Linked DNA regions of Mus musculus: region 1 is linked to region 2. A link is a contact called in public HiChIP or PLAC-seq data. All regions are on one chromosome and are shown on one strand. The core of a region is the stretch at or near the end of the contact, and the rest is flanking DNA. Distances in the headings are between cores, read along the strand shown.

Region 1 (4,016 bases), core at 625-3,124, 800 kb after region 2:
TCTCGAAAAACCAAAAGAAAAAGAAAAAAAAAAAAAAAAAAAAGAAAAAAGAAAAAGAAAAAGAAACCCTGTCTCAAAAAAAAAAAAAACAAAACAAATTTTTTTTTTTCATTTTCCCACTTTGATTGGTTGTTTTTTTTTTTTTACTAGATATTTTCTTTATTTACATTTCAAATGTTATTCCCTTTCCTGGTTTCCCCCACGAAAACCCCCTATCCCCTCCCCCTCTCACTGCTTACCAACCCACCCACTCCTGCTTCCTGGCCCTGGCATTCCCCTACACTGGGGCATAGAACCTTCACAGGACCAAGGGCCTTTCCTCCCATTGATGACCAACTAGGCCTTCCTCTGCTACATATGCAGCTAGAGCCATGAGTCCCTCCGTGTGTAGTCTTTGGCTGGTGGTTTAGTCCCTGGGAGCTCTGGGGATACTGGTTAATTCACATTGTTGTTCCTCCTAGTGGGCTGCAAGCACCTTCAGCTCCTTGGGTACTTTCTCTAGCTCTTTCATGTGACTGCTGGGAATTGAACTCAGGATCTCTGGGAGAGCAGCCAGTGCTCTTAACCGCTGAGGCTGACCCATCTCTCTAGCCCTTCTGGGGATTTTCATTCACAGTGTCTTCATAAGAGAGGGCACACAGAGAGGCCCTGTAACTACTGGTCAGAGAGAATGGAGCAATGCAGATGAAAGCCATGGAGTATGTAGGCTCAACAGTCACTGTCATGGCTACTAGGTAGCAAGGCAAGGCCCTACCCAGGGTCTCAGGAGTCATGACACTTTCGTTTCAGGTTGGTCGCTGTGAGATAAATGCACTTCTATTGTCTAGGCCACCCACTTGTAGCTAAGCATAGCCCTGTGAAACTAATGCAGGTGTCCTTTTAATTTTAATTAATTTTACAGGGTCTTACTGTGGAGCTGGCCCTGAGCTATGTAGACCAGGCTGGTCTCAAACCCACAGAGATCTATCTGCCTCTGGCCCTGGAGTGCTTCAATGAAAGGCATGTGCCACCCAAACTGCAGAACACACACCCTTAACCACTGAAGTTTTTCCCTCCAGCCCCGACAGGCATCATTTGATATTTTATTTGTTTGTTTGTTTGTTTGTTTGTTGAGACAAGTCTTACTACGTTGTCAAGGCTGGTATGCAATATCACACCCAGCTGCAGGTGTCATTTGAATGAGGTTCCAGGAGTGAGCAAGAAGCCACTGCATGATGATTCAGAGGGAGGAATGTCAAGTCAGGATAAAAACAATGGCCGGAGAGCTGGATTTAGGGCAGGGAGATAGGAGGTGTGGTTGGAAAAGCCAGGCTTGTGCAGGTCTTTTCGGACTTGGCACGGAAAGGGAGGCAACTGTATTCCATAAACTTGGTGGTTGTGGCTTTTGACTGACAGCACCAGCTGTCAAGAGTCACCCAGTGTCTTAGAGGACAGGGATGTATCTAGGCTGTATTGGTTGCAATAAATATCATCGCCAGCGTGAGATGACAGAGCCAAGTCTGCATTTTTCCCATCCTGCCCTTGACCTTACTACGCGGTCACTGTCAAAGCTGTCATTTCAGGGCACTGGCTTTGGCCTAGGTCAGGCAATGTGAAGGAATACATGAATTTTCCCTTTACCTCCTCCAAATCATTTCCACCTCACTCTCCCACAAAGATAATCTAAGTAACATAAGCCATAAATGCAGCTTACACATAAACCCTCCACCCACTCCGACGAGAAACCTACTACCTACACACGAGGAGTGAAGAGACCCAAAGAAGACTGAAGAGTTGCACCCGCCACGAGGCCAGAGCCCGGGGGATCGCCCATGCGCATGCGCGGGCCCCACCCTCGGGCGAGGGGGTGAGGCTGGCGCCGGGGCGGGGCCCGTGACGTCAGGTGCGCGCGTGGCTCCGGCTGCGCAGGAACAGCTGGTGCCTCGGGAGGCGGCTAGTGAGCGGGCGGGCGTGGGCTGCTGGTGGCCGGACGGGTCACGCTGCGGGTTTCGTCGCCGCCGCCGCCGCCGCCTTGCACCATTGCACCATGTCCGGCCAGCTGGAGCGTTGCGAGCGCGAGTGGCACGAGCTGGAGGGAGAATTTCAGGAGCTGCAGGTAGGACCGGGCCACCTGGTCCCGCCACTCTTGCTACCTGCGGTGCTTGTGCCTTCCCTATCTAGCCATCCCAGCCCGGAGGTGGGGCGATAGGACCCAGACGGTGGCCCGGGCTGTGCGTCCGATGGGCTGGTGGGTGGCCTGGCGCAGCCCCTTCCTATGTAGCAGCGCTTTGGCTCCTCAGTCTCTTGGGGCGCCCCTCATTCTCGCGCCCTCTCATCCACTCTTTGCTCCACGCTCTCCCTTCGCTACAGAAAGTTCGTCTCTGGCCCCCGAGGCAAGTTCCAGGTGTGTTCACGAGGAAACTGTGATACTCAAAGGACACCAGACCAACCCCCACACAAGGGATCTTCCCCCCAACCCTCCAGTTGCAGTTGGCTGTTCAACTCCTTACTACACGCTCTGTGCTGGCTGGGCAGCCCTCGCTGCAACTGCGGTTTGAGAGTTGTGCTTGGCTGCTTTCATCTTGGCCCCTTAGGCAGTTTTTAAGTCTCAGAGACCCCTCAGTCATAGCCTTGACTTTGGGAGCTCTGATGTGGTTCTGCTTATCGGCTGCTGCGAGCTGAGTTTACCATTGTGGATGGCAGGCATCTGTCAGTTCTGACAGCTGGCTGCCTCACCCGGTGATAGAGGGCTGCACCCAACCCCTCACCGTTTTGGCACAGAGCGTTCCACCTGGTGTGTTGAAGGTTGGTATAAGAGCTGGGCTCTTGAGAGGATAGCATCGCCACCCGGTCCTATCAGGAGGGTCCAGAGAGGCCTCAGCTATATGCTCTGGGGACTAGAGACTCAGGAAACCTTGGGGACGGCCAAGAGGAACAACACATGGCTTCCTCGCATTCACTCTCTCCTCCTCTCAATGGTTACTTTGTCATTCCCCTTGTCCCTGTAGCGTTCTCAGTTGGGCTGACCTCCTGCAATGTCCAGAGGAGAATGCTGTCAAGGGAGGTCTGTGATGGGTCTTTGTAAAGTGAGGCTGCCGATGTTACAGAAGGATGCCGGTGAACCTGAGCAGCAGATCGGCATGGGCAGAGACTTAAGAGACCCAGGACTGTCATCCCTTCGTAGTCCCTCCAGCATATATGGATGGGTTGGTGCCTTCTCTTTCAGATCTGAGGTCTTGGGTTCCTCATAGTTCCCAGAGGATCCCTTTTGGTTCCACCCACGGGGAAAAGACTCAGCCATATCCTTAACAATTTTTCCCACTGGGCTGTGAAGCCATGCCCAGCCACAGAGCCAGTGAGTGGGTCTTAGAGTTGGGAGTGGGAGAAGAGGTTTCCTGCGTGGGGCTTTTGCTTCTATTTCCTTCCTTTCGGCTTGTTTTAAACTACGAGGAGGAGGAGCCTAACACTGCAGAACTATGCAATTAATGCAATTATCAACAATTAGGTAGCAAGTCTTGGCAGGCAGGTGTCGTAAAGGAGGCCTTTGATTTGTTATGACAGGAAGATGTCATGAGGGGTCAGGTGCTCGGGTGGTCGGGGGCGGAGGAGTTATGAGTTGATCTGGATCTCCTCGTCTGGTGGTGAACAGCAAGGGCTGTTGGAAGGATCTGGTTTCTTAGAGATGGGACAACTGGGACAGACTAGATCCTCCTTTGAGGAAGAGGGACCCAACTGGTGTAGGCTTGATGGTCAGCTTCTGGGTCTGAGTACAGAGTGGATAGCTTCCTGGTGGTTAAGGTCATAGACTGGAGCAAAAATTCTCTTCTCTTCTCTTCTCTTCTCTTCTCTTCTCTTCTCTTCTCTTCTCTCTCTCTCCTCTATATATATGTATGGAGGGTATATATATATATATATATATACACACACACACACACATGCATTATGTATATTTACGTATAAATATATCTTTATAACATGTATTTATAATATATTTGATATATACAATGTTTATATGTAAATATATGCTTATAAATATA
Region 2 (4,484 bases), core at 1,709-4,208:
TGGACAAGCTCCACAATGGGAATTAGATCCCTGGGATCCTCATAGAGGTGGAAAGAACCAACCCCACATGTGTCCCCACACTTGCACCTCACAGTGTACCCCCACAGTGCACCTCCACATGGGCACTCACACACATGCACCCCACAATGCACCCCCACACATGCATTATACACACTCACAATCATAGATACAAATTTTAAAGGATTAAAAATTTCCTGCCTGGAATGTATTCTCTTTTTCCTTTGTCTCTTCATTTTGTGAAATGTGTATAAGAAGTCAAGGAGCAAACTAACTTGATTTTGTTTTGATGTAAAGTCTCTCTACTGTAGCTTAGACTACCTTGAATTATTATTATTATTTTTATTGTGTTTTTTTTTTTCGAGACAGGGTTTCTCTGTGTAGCCTTGGCTGTCCTGGAACTCACTCTGTAGACCAGGCTGGCCTCGTACGTGCATGTGTGTGTGGGTGTGTGTTCGCACGCATGTGCCATAGTGCAGATACGGAGACCAGAGGACAACTTGCAGGTCCCAGGATTAAACCCAGGTCATCAGGTTTATCAGGAAGTGCATTTGGATGCTGAGCCGTTTCTTAGCTCTGGTCTTGAACTTTTGATCTTCATTACTTCAGCCTCCAGAGAGTAGAATTACAGGCATGAGCCACACAAACCCAGCTTCCAGTTTAGATCTTCCCAAAGAGATGACTAACCTCCCTGAATCACTGGAAAAAAAAAAGAGTAATAATATTTTCTTCCCACTGACTTAATTAAATGGTTACCTCAGCTTTTCTTGGGTTCCTTAAACTTGTGGGTTGTTCTTTTCTCTTAAAACCTCTCGGAGCACCTTGCAAAGCTTCCCCCCTCCCTCTCACACCTGCCGAGGCTGTCTCCCAAGATTTCAGTTCAAGCCTGAACATCTGCTTCTCCAGCCTGGGTGGCTGCTCTCTCAGCTTCTGGCTTCTTTCTGGCAGGTGACAGGGACAGTTTTATTTATTTATTTATTTATTTTGTCTGTCCCCAGAGCATATCATGTCCTCCCAGACATCTGGAGCAAACCTGTCTCCACCAGCCTGAGGCTCTAGTGCTCAGCCTCTCCCACTTCTCTCTCAGCTCACCTTTGGGATTTCATCTTCTGCTTCATGGCAAAAGTCAAGGAAACACTCACTACTTTCACTAGTCTATTTTGGGAGCAGGGGTTTCAGACAGGATTTTTTCTGTGTAGCTTTAACTGTCTTGGAACTTGCTCCGTAGTCCAGGCTGGTCTTGAACTCAGAAATCTGCCCGCCTCTGCCTCCAGAGTGCCGAGATTAAAGACTTTCGATACCAGCTGCTCATCTGACCCTTTTCATTTCTTAAATCTCAAGTTTTTAATTAATTCGTTTATGTTTAGGCAGAAAGGGCTGGAGTAGTACACGGATAGCATTTGCATAGCTTTCAGGAGGCCATGAGTTCAATCCCCAGCATCATCCAAAAAGGATGGGGGGTGGGGGCTGCGGAGACGGGTAGGGCGGGTGAGATAGCTCAGTAAATAAGACTGGGGCCAAGCCTGATAACCTGAGTTTGACCCCTGGGATCCGCAAAGTAAGAATTAAACTGGCAGAGGTAAATAAATGCAGATCTGCCTTAATAGCAAGAGCAGACCTTTTATTGGTCAGAGAAGGGAGCACCTAGACCCACCCAGGAGACCCACTGTACAACCTGAGGACAGTTTTCATAGTTTAGAGTAGGAAGAGGAGGTGGGAATGAATGGTTTCTTCAATCCAAAAATTTAGGTCCTTAGGTAGTTACCAGTTAAAACCTAGCAGAACAATTTTAGCTATCTCAAACCACCCAGTCCCAGAATCCTAACTCACAGTTAAATTACCTTTAAACCCCAGACCTGGATTGTATTTTTTTTTAAAGATTTATTTTATTAATATATGTAAGTACACTGTAGCTGTCTTCAGACACTCCAGAAGAGGGAGTCAGATCTTGTTGTGGATGGTTGTGAGCCACCATGTGGTTGCTGGGATTTGAACTCTGGACCTTCGGAAGAGCAGTCGGGCGCTCTTACCCACTGAGCCATCCCACCAACCCCCCTGGATTGTATTTTTAAAAAAACAAAAAAACAACAACTGACCTTTACGTGTTATTTTAGGCTCCCAAAGTCGGCCTCTGGAAGCTCTCCAAAAAGAGAAACATCAGTGAACACGAGGGGTTTTGTGGAGTGGCAGTACTGCTAACATTGACGTCCAAATCAGGACACTAGAAATCTAAGCACTAACATTGATGTTCAAATTTCAAAGGAGACCCAGCTTGGTCAGAAACAACCTCTCGGGATCAAACTGATTTTGCCAGACCTGGGCTGGGTTACTACAGGGACCAGGAATCCACAGGTGTCCACGTAACGCACGTGTCTGAAGGTCAGGACAGATCGAGGTCAAAAAGGTGGAAGAGACAGGCTACACACCCAGCATCTTTTCCAAGCCCTCCAATCAGGAGCTTGCTGTATCTGGAGCAGAGACTGAAGCAGGAAGTCAGAAATTTCCTTCAGTGGGGCCCTGAGAGGCACCTGTTCCCACTTCTCTATGCAAATGAGCAGAGAAGCTCCTCCCACACAGCCGCCTTTGTGGTAGGAACTTTGTTCTTGACACTGTTAGGGTAGCCATGGAAGCTGGTCACGTGTTGTGTCTGTCGGGCCGCTTTGTTTTGCAAGTCAAAGCCTGAGGCTTAAGTCCAAGGGGGAACTCAGCAAAATGTGATTGATCCTCTCTTGAGGCCCGCAGGATTTTAGAAGGGGCTTCAATGAATGTCACAGTTGGTTCTAATCAAGTAGCCAAGATGGCAGCCCTCGGAGACCCAAGCCTGCATCCCACCTGCTCTAGGGCGCTGGTTGGGCATTGACTCTTCTTAACTCTCTACACGATCTCAAAATCGCTTTCATCGGTTTGACACTAGTTAGGTCCTTCCTCTTTAAGCCAATGACTGTGACCAAGAGACTAGGATGCTGATTGGCCACAGATGGGTCATGTCTCCACTTTGCGCGTGAGTTGACTTATTTCTGAGTGTGTGTGTGCGCGCACGGGTTCTAGTGCACGTGCACATACATAGGTATGTGTACAGAAGCCAGACGTTAACATCAGGTATCTTCCTCGATTGATCCCTACCTTAATTTTCCGATGGTATCTCACACCGAACCCGGAGCTCACAAGTAAGCACCAGGGGGTCCTCTTGCTTCTACCTCCCCTGCGCTGGGGGATTGCAGGTGCACAAACCACTGGGCTCAACTTTCTTGTCAGTGCTTAGTTCGGATCTCCGAACTAAGGTCTTCATGCTTGCCAAATAAGGTGTCTCTCCAGCTCCAGTGTGTCGCTTCTTGGAACATTGGTCCAAGTACACAAATCTCAGACATAGTGGATTACTTTTTCTCCAAGAGAATCAAATTCTATTCTCAGAGAGCTGAGAGGAGGCGATGGGTTTCAGGAGGGGAAAACATGACCTCCCCACCTTCCACCCACATCCCAGCAAAGCAATGTGAACCAACTACCAAGAATGGATGGCACCTAGTTCCTTCCTAGTCATTAACTTCCTGGAGACCCCTCTCCAGGTCTCCAGTTCAGACCAGCAACACCCAACTACCCATTGGCTTCTTATGAGAAGTTTTTCGGATTTTGTTCCCTTTTTAAATTTAAATTAAAAAAAATTCTTTTCTTTTCAAGACTAGGTTTTCTCTAGCCTTGACCATCCTGGAACTTGCTCTGTAGACTAGGCTGGCCTTGAACTAATGAGATCTACCTGCCAAGTGCTTAGATTGAAGTTGTGTGCCACTACACTCAATTTTTAAAAAAATCATAAAACAAAAAAAGCAATGTCTCACTATGTAACCCTGGCTGTCCTGGAGCTGTGTGGACCAGGCTGGCCTCAGATTCACAGATATCTACCTGCCTCTGACTTTCGAATCTTGGGATTACAAGCATGTACCTCCACAGTGTGGTGGCATAGACTTTCTATTCACCCACTTTCCTCAGGTGGAAAACAGGTTGCTTGTTCTGTGTGACCGCCAAGGTTCTTTTACCAAGTTAGGTTTGTCCCCAGATGCTTGCTTGGTTGTTGGAGATTGGTTCTAATGCTCTGATTCAACCAGGAATCTCTGTTTCCAAAAGCTAAAGGTCCTTGTTTGGAGGGCGTGGACGCAGAGGGGAGAAAGGAGGATTTCCCCGACTGGAGAAGAATGATGGGGCCCAGGGGCTGCAGGTGAGGAAGCCAACCAGCCACGTGAGAATTCAGGTGGGTGACTGGTGGCCACTTCCCTGATTGGGCCTGGGGTAGCAGGGGAAGGTGTAGGAGTGCCAAGCCTTTGAGGTAACCAAGGCATTTCAACAGTAAGCTAATGTGTGTGTGTGTGTGTGTGTGTGTTTGTGTGTGTGTGTGTGTGTGTGTGTGTGTGTGTCTTTCATTAGCAGATCCAAAGATTCCCTGGGCAGGTGGAAGCTCCACAGGCCTGGAGCAC

Evidence for each region. HiChIP or PLAC-seq counts read pairs in DNA pulled down with a chosen protein or histone mark.
Region 1: a contact with region 2 is called in an H3K27ac HiChIP or PLAC-seq map of embryonic stem cells, with 5 read pairs. The contact joins the promoter of Tmem120b here to the promoter of 1700112N08Rik in region 2. A contact is called at or near these places in 1 of 39 promoter capture datasets (cranial neural crest), 1 of 484 Hi-C or Micro-C datasets (embryonic stem cells) and 1 of 115 datasets of contacts at active chromatin or transcription factors (embryonic stem cells).

The regions. Positions count from the first base shown.
Region 1 is chr5:123,074,401-123,078,416 of GRCm38.p6, forward strand. Tmem120b (transmembrane protein 120B) reads left to right here and starts at 1,875. Exons shown (of 12, transcript NM_001039723.2): 1 at 1,875-2,095. The coding sequence starts at 2,027.
Region 2 is chr5:122,272,365-122,276,848 of GRCm38.p6, forward strand. It overlaps 1700112N08Rik (a long non-coding RNA gene), which reads left to right and starts at 2,959. Exons shown (of 4, transcript XR_878753.1): 1 at 2,959-3,185; 2 at 4,138-4,261.